2 separate regions of the Sus scrofa genome follow, and region 1 is linked to region 2. Evidence: chromatin contacts called from public HiChIP or PLAC-seq data. All regions are on one chromosome and are shown on one strand. Each heading gives the region's core, a stretch centred on a gene start, on an enhancer-like site or on the middle of the called end of the contact. The rest is flanking DNA. Distances are from core to core; before and after follow the strand shown. Region 1 overlaps MAP3K5 (mitogen-activated protein kinase kinase kinase 5). Region 2 holds the start of MAP3K5 (mitogen-activated protein kinase kinase kinase 5).

Region 1 (5,913 bases), core at 526-3,025, 35 kb after region 2:
GAAACCACACTTCAGAATGCAGCTGAAATGTCGTATGTAACAACCCTCCCCACTTCTCCCACCCTCCCCTCCCTCTCCCTCCTCCTCAGGAAGACCTGGTCTCTCTTGCCTTATTGCGTCCTCTGCTCTGTCCCTATTTCTAATACAGCCCTTATCGATGTGATTGATAATTGATTTGTTTAAAACTCTGCTTCCCCTCTAGACTGGAAGTGCCTGAGAACACAGATGTTGACTTATTCAGCTCAGTAGCCTCAGTGCCTAGAACCATGTGTGGGGCATGGTAGGTGCTTAAAAAATTGTGCAATAGGGAGTTCTCATCATGGCACAGTGGAAACGAATCCGACTGGGAACCATGAGGTTGCGGGTTTGATCCCTGGCCTTGCTCAGTGGGTTAAGGATCTGGTGTTGCCGTGAGCTGTGGTGTAGGCAGGCAGCTGTAGCTCTGATTCAACCCCTAGCCTGGGAACCTCCATATGCTGCGGGTGTGGCCCTAAAAAGACAAAAGACCAAAAAAAAAATTTGTGGAATAATTGAATGATTGAGGAAGATAAAGAAGGGGAAATGGAGGGATGAAGGGAGGCAGGGAATGAAGATACAAATCTTTCTTGGAAGGTATGAAGCACACTGAAAAAGATAAATTAAAAGTAAGTAGAGGTGGAATTCCCGTCATGGCGAAGCAGAAATGAATCTAACTAGGAACCATGAGGTTGCAGGTTCGATCCCTGGCCTTGCTTGGTGGGTTAAGGATCCTGCGTTGCCATGAGCTGTGGTGAAGGTCACAGACACAGCTCAGATCCTCTGTTGCTGTGGCTGTGGTGTAGGCCTGTGGCTGCAGCTCCGATTCGACCCCTAGCCTGGGAACCTCCATATGCCGCGGGTTTAGCCCTAAAAAAAAAAAAAGGCAAAAGACCAAAAAAAAAAAAAGAAAAAAAAAAGAAAAAAAGTAGATAGAGGTGACTTTAATAGTGGAGGCGTTTTCATGAATTTCGTAGATTAAGCCAGAACCCCAGTGATTACCATGGTCACTGGGATTCTACCAAGGCATAACCACACTAAGGATTCACCTGTATTTCTAGGGTGGCAACCTTCTGAAAAGGGGAGTGGCTTAGCCTTTTCTTTTAAGTCAGTATGTTTTTGATATTTTACAGATTTGGTGGGTTGGATTACAAGAATGCAAACCTAAAGCTACTTTCTATATAACCACATCCCTTCTTTAGCAGCCTGGGCTGGGAAATGATACTCCAAGCCAGAAAACAAGAACTGTAACAACACCCTGTTTCCTTCCCAAGCAGTGTTCACAGCCCTTCTAGGCTGAGGTCACATTTTCAAGCTTCATAAAACATTACCGTTTGATTGTTGAGCAGGGTGGGGAAGGATTGTTTAATTCAGCACCCGCAGGCTATAATTGCCAACACATTTCTACACTGGAGGCTTTTGGATATTTTTATGTTTGTTGGATGGAAGGAAGAAGCAAGCAGGTCATTATCTACCAATATGTCTCTTTGTGAAGAAATTACTATATTTGGCCAAAGTCCTCACCCCTGTGTTTAACATTTGGCGAGTGTTTGCGTCTGTGTTTCTTTCGTGCTTGTAAACTCCACCTCTCCCAAATTCCCATGGGCTAGAGTAATGCAATCTGCAATTCCTTTTACTAATCTGTGATTTATACTCAGAAAGATATTGCTGTAATCCCCAAATAAAAGCTTATCCTGCGTGGGAAGATACAGGCTGACGGGGCTTTGGGTGACCTCATCCAAAATGAAGGTGGTAAAGTCGTAAACCAGAAGAGCAGCCAGAGCCCAAGGAGAAGCAAAGTTTATGAGCAGATTTCAGTAGAGCACTTGAATCAGACCAGAGGAATGCTGTTCTGGGAGGACTAAGCAGCAAAGAAGAGGGAGGGGGAAAAACAAAAATAAAAACAGGAAAAAAAAAAAAATGAAATGCACTCACTGGGGTTAAAAGTCATGAGAAAACTTGACCTGACAAGGATTCCCAAAGAGGAGAACAAATTTTCTGTTTAGTCATTCTGACAAGCGAAATTGCTAAGTTACTTCCAAAAGTCCAGAAGTTTGAACATCCCTGAAATAGTGAGATGAGTGGGAAATTTTGTCGGCGTCATCGTTGTTGTTGCTGCTGTTGTTGTTGTTTAGGGTGGCAACCTGGGCTTATGGAAGTTCCCAGGCTAGGGGTCAATTGGAGCTGCAGCTGCGGGCCTACACCGCAGCCTCAGGAATGCAGGATCCAAGCTGCCTCTGCAACCCACACCACAGCTCATGGCAAAGCCAGATCCTTCACCCACAGAGAGAGCCCAAGGATTGAACCCGCAACCTCATGGATACTAGTTGGGTTTGTTACCACTGAGCCACAACAGGAACTCCCTTGTGAGAAATTTGGTATTTGGTTGTTGACCCTTAGAAGCTGCAGACAGTTGTATAAAGACACTTCAGGACAAGGACTTAGAACTACTTTCTTCAGAGAGGTGAAGACAATGAAATGTGTGAGATGACAGCTTTTGGCAAGTTTAAAACCCTTTTTCTCCCCATCAGTTGAAACCAAAGATAAGCTAAGGAGAAAAGGAAGACTTGTTTTTTAGTCTAGACATAAAAATACCTTTTTAAGAGTATTTCTTAGTATACCTTTTAAGATACCATGTGATCTTATTGAGGAAGTAATGTGACAAGTTATTTTTTATGACAAAAATACTTAAATGCATCACAAACTCTATCAATTCATCCCTTCATCGTGAAGAACTATTGGTGCTCGACAGCTCTTTGAGACGCCAAACTGGCATGAAAAGAGAGGGTTTTGTCTCTCAGAGGACAGTACAGCATGTTTTTGACCCACTCTGTATGGCTGATGAAAAAATCGAAGGGTGGGGGCTGTGACTTTTCCCAGAGTTAATGGAGTGGAGAGAAGGTGACCACACCTTGTCCCGAGTTGATGAGTATGCTGGGTTAGGGGCGTTTGTGTAATGATGGCTGTTTTTATGTTGAGAAGTTGCAAGAGGATGACTTTGAAGGTGCATCAGTAGGTGGTTCACCAAAACAGCTGCTCACTGAGAGCTGCATTGGGCAGCCCCTTAAACAGTGGATGGAGATGTGCTGCAGAGCACAGACTCCACCAGCCCCCTCTGTCCCTCATTTCTCACTCCAGCGTGATTCACTCAGTGACCCAGTCACTTGGGAAACATCCTGTGTGCATATATGATGCTCATGAATTAGACCCATTCTTTCCTGGGAGCTCACATCCTATTAGACAAGACTAAGAAATCAGTGATAGGCCCATGGTATTACACACTTGACTTGGTGTGGGGGTGGCAGAAGATCTAATAGGAGGTGATTTTTGAACTCAGCCTTTTGGAAGGTGAGTGAGCATTCTGTAGGTGCCGAAGGGTCATCTGGCTGTGGGCATGAACATGGTCCAGAGATCTTAAAGTCTAGAGCCACGTTAGACAACAGCACATGCCAACCAGGTAGTGTGTCATGATTGCATCTTCACAGGTGATCTTAACATGAGTACCCTATTGGGGCCCCAATAATTGTCCTAATATTTTACAACTCTTCAACCATATTATATAATTTTCCCTATTGTTCCACTTTTATTTCGTAATTAAGATTTGGAATTTGCCTATATCTATATAAAAAAGCTATTGAGTAAAACTCCTCCTACTGGCTGAATTTTCCTCCTTAATTATAAATTGTGTGTGTGTGTGTGTGTGTGTGTGTGTGTGTGTGTACAGGTGTCCAAGAGCTTTAATTGGTGTTGATCTATTTAAAACTGTTTTAAAGTATCCTATATCCTTTCTTGAAAGTAGTTCTCTCATTTTTTTTTTTTTTTTTTTTTTTTTGTCTTTTTGCCATTTCTTGGGCTGCTCCCGCAGCATATGGAGGTTCCCAGGCTAGGGGTCCAATCGGAGCTGTAGCTGCCAGCCTATGCCAAGCCACGTCTGCAAGCTACACCACAGCTCACGGCAACACCAGATCCTTAACCCGCTGAGCAAGGCCAGGGATCCAACCCACAACCTCATGGTTCCTAGTCGGATTCGTTAACCACTGAGCCATGACGGGAACTCCCAGTTCTCTCATTTTTGACTACAATTTCTACAAAATACCTACTTCAGCTTTTAACTTTCTTAAATTTGCCTTCAATTTTAAATCCTTAATCTCAAAGGTATTTTTACTGCACTCCGCCAAGTGTTAAGTACTGTGGTTTAATTTTACCTTCATTCTTACACAAAACAAAGCACCAAAAAAACCGTATCATATACTCTTTTATGTAATCTTTAATATATTTTCTCACATTTTGTTTGCCATATGCCTTTTCTTTGCATCTGTTTTGTAAAGAATCTCTCCCCATTTTTCTTTTTCTTTTTCTTTTTTTTTAGGGCCTCACCCAAGGCATATGGAAGTTCCCAGGCTAGGGGTCAGATGGGAACTACAGCTGCCAGCCTATGCCACAGCCACAGCAACACAGAATCTGAGCCGCATCTTCAACCTACACCACAGCTCAAGGCAATGCTGGATCCTTAACCCACTGAGCAAGGCCAGGGATCGAACCCTTGACCTCGTGGTTACTAGTTGAGTTTGTTACCACTGAGCCAAAATGGAAACTACTCCATTTTTTTTTCTTTCTTTTTTCTTTTCTTTTCTTTTTTTTCTTTTTCTTTTTCTTTCTTTCTTTTTTTTTTTTTTTTTTTTTTTTTTTGTCTTTTTGTCTTTTAAGGCCACACCTGAGCATATGGAGGTTCCCAGGCTAAGGGTCCAATCAGAACTGTAGCCACTGGCCTACACCAGAGCCACAGCAATGCAGGATCCCAGGTACGTCTTCGAGCTATACCACAGCTCACAGCAACACCAGATCCTTAACCCCTGAGCAAGACCAGGGATGAAACCCGCAACCTCATGGATGCTAGTCAGGTTTGCTAACCACTGAGCCACGACCGGAACTCCCCCATTTTTTCAAAGAAAAATTTCTTTCAATTTTTTGCTAAATAAATACATTTTTGTGTGAACACACATAAATAGACATATTTAGAATTCATAATGTATACTTAACAGGGTCCATATGTGGATATATAATTGTAAATATTAACATTTTTCCAAGTGCCTCTTTCATCTGCATACATTTTAGGAAGCTCATCAGCTAAGATTTTCTTTTTTTTTTCTTTCTTTTTTTTTTTTTTTTTTTGTCTTTTTGCCTTTTTCTAGAGCCGCTCCTGTGGCATATGGAGGTTCCCAGGCTAGGAGTTGAATCGGAGCTGTAGCCGCCGGCCTATACCACAGCCACAGCAGTGCCGGATCTGAGCCTCGTCTGTGACCTATACCACAGCTCACGGCAATGCCGGATCCTTAACCCACTGAGCAAGTCCAGGGATCAAACCCGCAACCTCATGGTTCCTAGTCGGATTCGTTAACCACTGCACCACGACGGGAACTCTAGCTAAGTTTTTCTTGCCTGATGCATAAACATGGGATAAAGAACGCTGGGTAAGGAAAGGAAAAGGAAAAGAGCCATACACTATGCCTGCCTCTGTGTGTTCACAGCTTCACACGTAACTCCAAGAATACTGGTTTATTTAGGATTTATCATTTGGAGACAGAAAAATGGAAATGTCCTTCTTTCCAAGACTTGGCATTTTGAAATCTGTCCTTTTTTTTTCTTTCTTTCTTTCTTTTCTTTAGGGGCACCACACCTGTGGCATATGGAAGTTCCCAGTCTAGAGTCGAATCTGAGCTGCAGTTGCTGGCCTACACCACAGCCTCAGCAATGCTGAATTTCAACCCAGCCACATCTGTGACCTACACTGAAGCTCCCAGCAATGCCAGATCCTTAACCCACTGAGTGAGGCCAGGAATTGAACCTGCATCCTCATGGATACTAGTCAGGTTCTTAACCCAGTAAGCCACAATGGGA
Region 2 (6,263 bases), core at 2,964-5,463:
CTCCATCCACAGAACTTATATTTGTCAAAATAATTCATGGCCCAGGATGATCTTATCTTCCTCTGGTGAATTTTGTTTGTTGAATGCCTGGAATTACTTTAATCCAATTTCAGAGTTTGAGAATTTTTTTTTTTTCTGGGTTAATCAGGTGTCTAGAGACAGGGTTGCTGTCCATGTAAGTGTTAGTCTACTCCTACACTACATTGTCCTTTCTATTGTCCTAACAGGTGTTGTCAAAAATGCAGTTCAGTCTCCCAGCTGCCTAATTCAGATCCACCAAAATTGCCAGGCCAAAAGCAGCCTCCACTGTAGGCACACCCTCTGAATCCCTGGCCTTTCTTCCAGAATCTGGCCAGATATTTCATTAATTCTTTGATGCCTTTATTTTAAATTTTGTCCAGCATTCTTAGTCTTCTTCAGTGAGAAGGTTCATCAGTATTACTTAAGTTGTCATAATCAGATGCAGAAATCTCTCCCTTATATTTCTCTAGCTCTTTATTGGGAATTTTTTTTTTGCCCTACCAAAAGTTATTCTCAAAGGTGTCCCAAGGACAGTCTCTAAGTGGAAGTGGGATGGACTCTGAGTGAGAATACCATTTTGATCAGCAAACTTCAGTTCTGCTGCCCTGCTTTTTTAAAGTGTAAAGATGTCATGGACTCTTTGCAATATTATAATTCTATCTTTCATTGACTATGATTTAATCTTTGCCAAAAGCCTCTAGGAAAGCCTGCTATTTGTGGTAAAGAGCTAAGCTATATGTTACTTCTCTAGTTCCTGAATTCCTTTTTTCCCCGATGCAGAATGCCAAGTTGTGAGCTTACAATGAACAGTATAATCCCTTCAGTTCTTAATTAAGATCATAGAACCAGAAAGCATTATATCTGACATAATTATTTCAGATTCCTCTGAAATGCCTTCACTGAATTAATATTTAATTTTATGTTCTTAGCTTTAAAAATACGAAATCCAAATTTAAAGAACACATATAATTTTTATAAATCCACGTTTGATTGCCCTGTATTGCCCAGTGTCCTCTATATCAAATTCTATGTAATAAACCTTTATAGAATTCAGTGCCAAGTTAAGACTTGACTCTTCATATGAATATGTGTCCTTTTCTGTGTTTTTATTTTGGCAGCCAAAACACAGACCTAAATTTCTCAATTGATTGAGTTCTTAATTTATCCCAGCTGCTTGATAACTCTTTTATTGGCTTCCTTATTGATTTCTAGTAATTTAAAATTATATTTACCTTGCTTTGTGTATGGCATTAAATCCCACTTGTCTAAAGCTACAGAGAAAGAAGGAAGCTTGTTAGCTAAGGCAAAAGCAAGCTAGGAGCTAGGAGTGTCTCCTACTACCAGGAGACCCGTGCTCATTTCAGGTTTAAAATTCACCATTTTGCCTCTTCAAGAAGAAACCTGAAAGCTCAAGATAGGCAAAGCAAGTCACAAGGCCAACTCAGGGTCAAAGAGTGACAGACACTCCACCTCTTGATGGAAGAAGCTGCAAAGAATTTGTAGCCATTTAAAATGGTCATGGGAGTTCCTGTTGTGGCTCAGCAGAAACGAATCCATGAGGATGCCAGTTCAATTTCTGGCCTCGCCCAGGGGGTTAAGGATCCGGCATTGCCATGAGCTGTGGTGTAGGTCACAGATGCGGCATAGATCCCCGCAATGCTATGGCTGTGGCGTGGGCTGGCAACTACAGCTCAGATTCGACCCCTAGCCTGGGAACGTCCATATGCCAAGAGTGCAGCCCTAAAAAAAAAAAAAAAAGCAAATAAAACAAACAAACAAATAAATAAAATGGTTCCCAAAGAGGAGACGTTGGAGGGGTGGGGGAGGTGGAGAGGATGTGGACTGGGGTTTGGGATTGGCATATGCACACTGTGGTATGTGGAGTGATTGGCCAACAGGGACCTGCTGTATAGCACAGGGAACTCTACCCAGTATTCTGTGATAACCTATGTGGGAAAGGAATCTGAAAGAGAATGGATGTGTGTATGGATAACTGAATCACTTTGTTGTATAGCAGAAATTCTTACAACATTGTAAATCAGTTATACTGCAATAAAACTTTAAAGAATGAAAACAAATTTAAAAAAAGGCTTTCATCCTTCCAGACAGACACCCCGAGGCATACACAGCAACCTGAAGGCAGGTGGGATTTCAGAATAGTGCCCCTGCCTCCGCACAGGCCCCAAATTTGGCTTGTAAGTTGAATCTACACTATTCAATTGCTTATCAGCTATAAAATGAAATTTCACTTGGTTTCACCTAATACACGTGGTGTAAGATTTATCAGCTAAACCATGCCATTTAGGTGGGAGAGCTTTGGGACCAAGAGCAGTAGTCTTTCAGTGTTGCATTGGGGTTTGTCTGCCAGTAATCAGTGACATCTCTAAAGTTATTAAATTAATCCAAAGTAAAACAAAGCCAGCAAAGTAAAACAAAATCATATATGAAAAATTGCTCAGAAAAGACCTGTAAGCAAGGCAATAGTGACAAGGTCTAAAAAGTTATGGTTTTTAGAATATAGCTTTATATGTAACCTTGGACCTTATTTGTGTCATCAAATGCCACTTGAGAATTTGGGCATTTTCGTTTTCCAGACGTGGTCCCAGTGACTTTCCTGCGTTTATTGTTTTGGGCCAGTATGAAGTGGAAGATTATCTACTCTCAGAGAAGTTTAGAGGCTTGACAAGTTGTTGGAAATATTAAAAGTAGTAAGCCTATCAACATTTTGTTTCTATATGATCACTGACTCACTAAGTATCTACTTTCCTAATGATATCAAGTTCAAAAGCAGATGTGGATCACACAGATTCCAGTTGCCTTCCGAGGAATTCACTGCCGTCATTTTATTTTATTTATTTTATTTCATTTTATTTTATTTTTTGTCTTTTTAGGGCCCCACCAGGGGCATATGGAAATTCCCAGGCCCGGGGTCAAATCGGAGCTACAACTGCTGGCCTTCGCCACAGCCACAGCAACCTGGGATCTGAGAAGAGTCTGCAACCTACACCACAGGTCACCCCAACACAGGACCCTTAACCCACTGAGCGAAGCTAGGGATCCAACCCACATCTTCATGGATGCTAGTCAGGGTTGTGACCACTGAGCCACGGTGGGAACTCTCTACTCCCACCATTTTCTAAACCTTTAGAAAAAGCTTTGCTTTATTTGGCTTCATTGAGGAGACAATTGTGCAAATACAGTTGTGCAGCTGCAAGGTGTTTTCCCACACTACTCTTTCCTTCCTTCTTTGAGCTCTTTACTACTCAACTGCTTTCGTCTTCCTTTTTCTCTGGGCTTGCGTGTAATTTGCAATAGTCTTCTTCCTTTTTCATAGAACTCATTCATCTCTGGAAAGTCCAAACCTGTTGCTTTATTTCACTGTAACTTTCACTGGTCTTCCTAAAGTTATAGCATTCTGGGGAAGTTCTCTGAGAACTTACACATCTGTTTTTGCTTCCCAAATAAGTAGATTTTTTTTTTCTTTTAATTGCGCTTAAGCAATCTAGGCATTTTTCCCCTGTGGTGCAATTTAAAAAAAAAAATAGAAATAATCACTTAATTTCCTACTTACATCTGGTGGATGATGATTTGCCAAGTGGAGTATAGAACAGGTTTTCTATCTCAAGTAAGTAGGCGTTGCGTTGCGGGAAATTTTAAGACCCAGATGGGAATATTACATTGTTCAGCAGTTGGAGCTAATCAATTACTCATTAATGACAGCAGAGCTATTGAAAGTTTGAAAATGAAAAGCACTAAGCGCAGACCCTATAAATTTACCTACCAGGCCACTTCCGGAGGGCGACTGTCACCAATAAACCGCCTGCCAGTTCAGGCCCAGCTGCTAGACCTCCCGCCTTGCGCAACGCGGGCCTCAGCGCTGCGCTAGTCCTGGCAGCGCCGCACGCGGACCCGATGCCGGCAGGGGGCGCTGGGGCCACGGGGAACGCTGCAAATGCCTCCCGAGTATTCGCAAGAGAGACTTTTGCGCCATCCTGCTATCGCGTGCGCTCCGGAATTTTGCCTACTCTAGGTCTTCTTGAGTGGGGTCCTGGTGGGTGACGGCGGAGAACCTTAGCCCCGCGTGGTGCTCGGGGCTGGGCTGAGGTCCGGGAGCCGTGGTGCGGTCGGTTGCGTCCGGGCCGAGCTTCCCAGCAGCGCCCTCCCCCGGGGCGGGCCCTGACTTTCGGTGCCGCGACGAGTGGGCGGCAAGAAGCCGGTGGCCGACACGCAGAGCGGCTGCGAGGAGCGGCCAGACTCGAGCAGCCAGGCTGGTGCTGGGACGGAGCCGCCGCGGCGATCGGCAGAGAAACGGGGCCAGGGAAGGAGGAGGAAATAGAGCCGATGAAGGGGAGCTGCCGCCGAGGAAGGGGGCGGATCCTTTCGGCGGCCGCGGCCGCTGTTCCGGGACGCAGTCCAGGGAGCCTGCCCGCCAGTAAGGTGCTGGCCAGGTAGCTCCCCACCCAGAGGGCGCCCTCCCCGGACCATCCCCGAGAGGCTGGCACGGAAGGAGCCGGGACCGCGCTCTGGGTGGCCAGGGCGCACCGCACCCCGAGAGCGGCGCCCTTGAGCCGCACCGCCGCGCAGGTTCGCCAGCCGACTTGTCCGCCGGCCAAGAAAAGGAAGCGCTGTCCCTTCCCGCTCAACCCGGCCTCCCCACCCCTTGTACTCTACACCCTGCAGCGGGCGAGCGGCGTGGCCACGGAGGCGCCGAGGAGGGGCGAGCCGCCGCCGGGCAGCGGCGTCCCTTCGGGGGAGAGGGCGCCGGAGAGGAGGCGGCGGCGCGGGGCGGAAGGCGCGACACGGGATGGCAGCTGCTTAGCCCGACGCGCGCGGAGCAGCCCCGAGCTGTGGCTGGCCAGACGGTGCGGCTGGGCGGGCGACGCCGCTGCCGCGACAACCCGGCCGGGAGAGATGAACGCGGAGGCGGGTGAGGGCATCACTTTCTCCGTGCCACCCTTCGTCGAGGGCGGCAGTTGCCGGAGGGGAGGAGCGGCGGCGGTGGCCGAGGGCGAGGAGAGCCAGCTGCCACCGCCGCCACCGGGCAGCTTCTGGAACGTGGAGAGTGCCGCCGCCCCTGGCACCGGGTGTCCTAGTACCACGTCCGCGAGCAGCACCACCCGATGCCGGGGCAACTCTGGTGGCGGAGGCGGTCGACGGACCACGGTGGCATATGTCATCAACGAAGCGAGCCAGGGGCAGCTGGTGGTGGCCGAGAGTGAGGCCCTGCAGTGCCTACGGGAGGCGTGCGAGGCGGTGGGCGCTGCCCTGGAGACCCTGCATTTTGGGAAACTGGACTTTGGGGAAACCGCGGTGCTGGACCGTTTTTACAATGCAGGTGCGTGTGCAACCCCTTCCCCATCCTCTGCAGTCCGGGGTTATTTCCCCCTCGCCCCCCCCCCCCGCGGCTGCCACAGGGGGAGAAATGTGTTTTGCGGGGCAGCAGGAAAAAACAATTTCTGAGCAGCAATCGTGCTTCCTACTTATTTACTTCTTGCCCCACCTTAAGGGCAACGAGCGTCGCTGCATGCCTGCTCTGGGCGCTCGTTCGCCACGCTTGGGAGAGTGTATGCGGGTGCAAGAGCCTGTGTGTCTTTGTGCGAGAGTCTGAATGACCCAACCCCGGCCCGCGCTGGAGCCCGGAGGTGCGCGTGGTCCTATCAAAGAACTTCTGTTCTTCTGCGGTGTGAGATACTTGCCCCCATCAGTCCGTCACGATTCACTGTTTTGGTCTCTCTTATGTTAGGTTTGGCCCACATTTTCCTTCTATATATACCTATGACTGTTTTAGATGATGTCCTCATTTTTTTCTGTGTACTTTTGAGAGGACAGAAATCATGACTTCTGCCACTCGGCCAGCTGCAGGCAGAGTGGATCCATGTGAATTTACATGTTATGTAATGATCTTCCCAACTCTGCCCTAAGTTTAGGGGCCTGCTTTCCCGTATCTTAGCAATTCGAATTTTCAAGTAATGACTTCTAAAAGCAATCTTGTAACTTACACTAAACTTGTGTGGTATCTTTGTTAGGATTTCCATGAAAGAACTGGGGTCTGTTTTTCATTACCCCTGATGAGCTGGGACGTATATAATTTAACACTGTTTAAAACACTGATAGGGTGCTTTAATGACAAAGATTAGATTGGCCATTAAAGTGTGCCCATTAAAGTGATTGCTAGGATAATTCATGAAAAAAAATATTTTCCAACTGTCACAGATTTCAGCAAGTGTCATTGTAATTCTAGC

What was found. HiChIP or PLAC-seq counts read pairs in DNA pulled down with a chosen protein or histone mark.
Region 1: an H3K27ac HiChIP or PLAC-seq map of alveolar macrophages shows a contact between it and region 2. The contact joins the enhancer-like site here to the promoter of MAP3K5 in region 2. A contact is called at or near these places in 1 of 5 promoter capture datasets (liver), 6 of 47 Hi-C or Micro-C datasets (adipocytes, alveolar macrophages, blood and 3 more) and 2 of 2 datasets of contacts at active chromatin or transcription factors (alveolar macrophages and skeletal muscle).

Annotation. Positions count from the first base shown.
Region 1 is chr1:27,413,501-27,419,413 of Sscrofa11.1, forward strand. All of the region lies in intron 1 of MAP3K5 (mitogen-activated protein kinase kinase kinase 5), which reads left to right. Among named protein-coding and RNA genes, the nearest start is that of MAP3K5, 36 kb to the left of the region's middle. Within about 2 kb of position 1,776, at least 33 of the 83 cell types and tissues checked have an H3K27ac peak or open chromatin away from gene starts, as enhancers often do. A contact at or near this core is called in alveolar macrophages and skeletal muscle, where this site is marked.
Region 2 is chr1:27,375,930-27,382,192 of Sscrofa11.1, forward strand. MAP3K5 (mitogen-activated protein kinase kinase kinase 5) reads left to right here and starts at 4,214. Exons shown (of 29, transcript XM_021072507.1): 1 at 4,214-5,356. The coding sequence starts at 4,933. It overlaps LOC106508844 (a long non-coding RNA gene), which reads left to right. Exons shown (of 4, transcript XR_002342715.1): 4 at 1-1,644.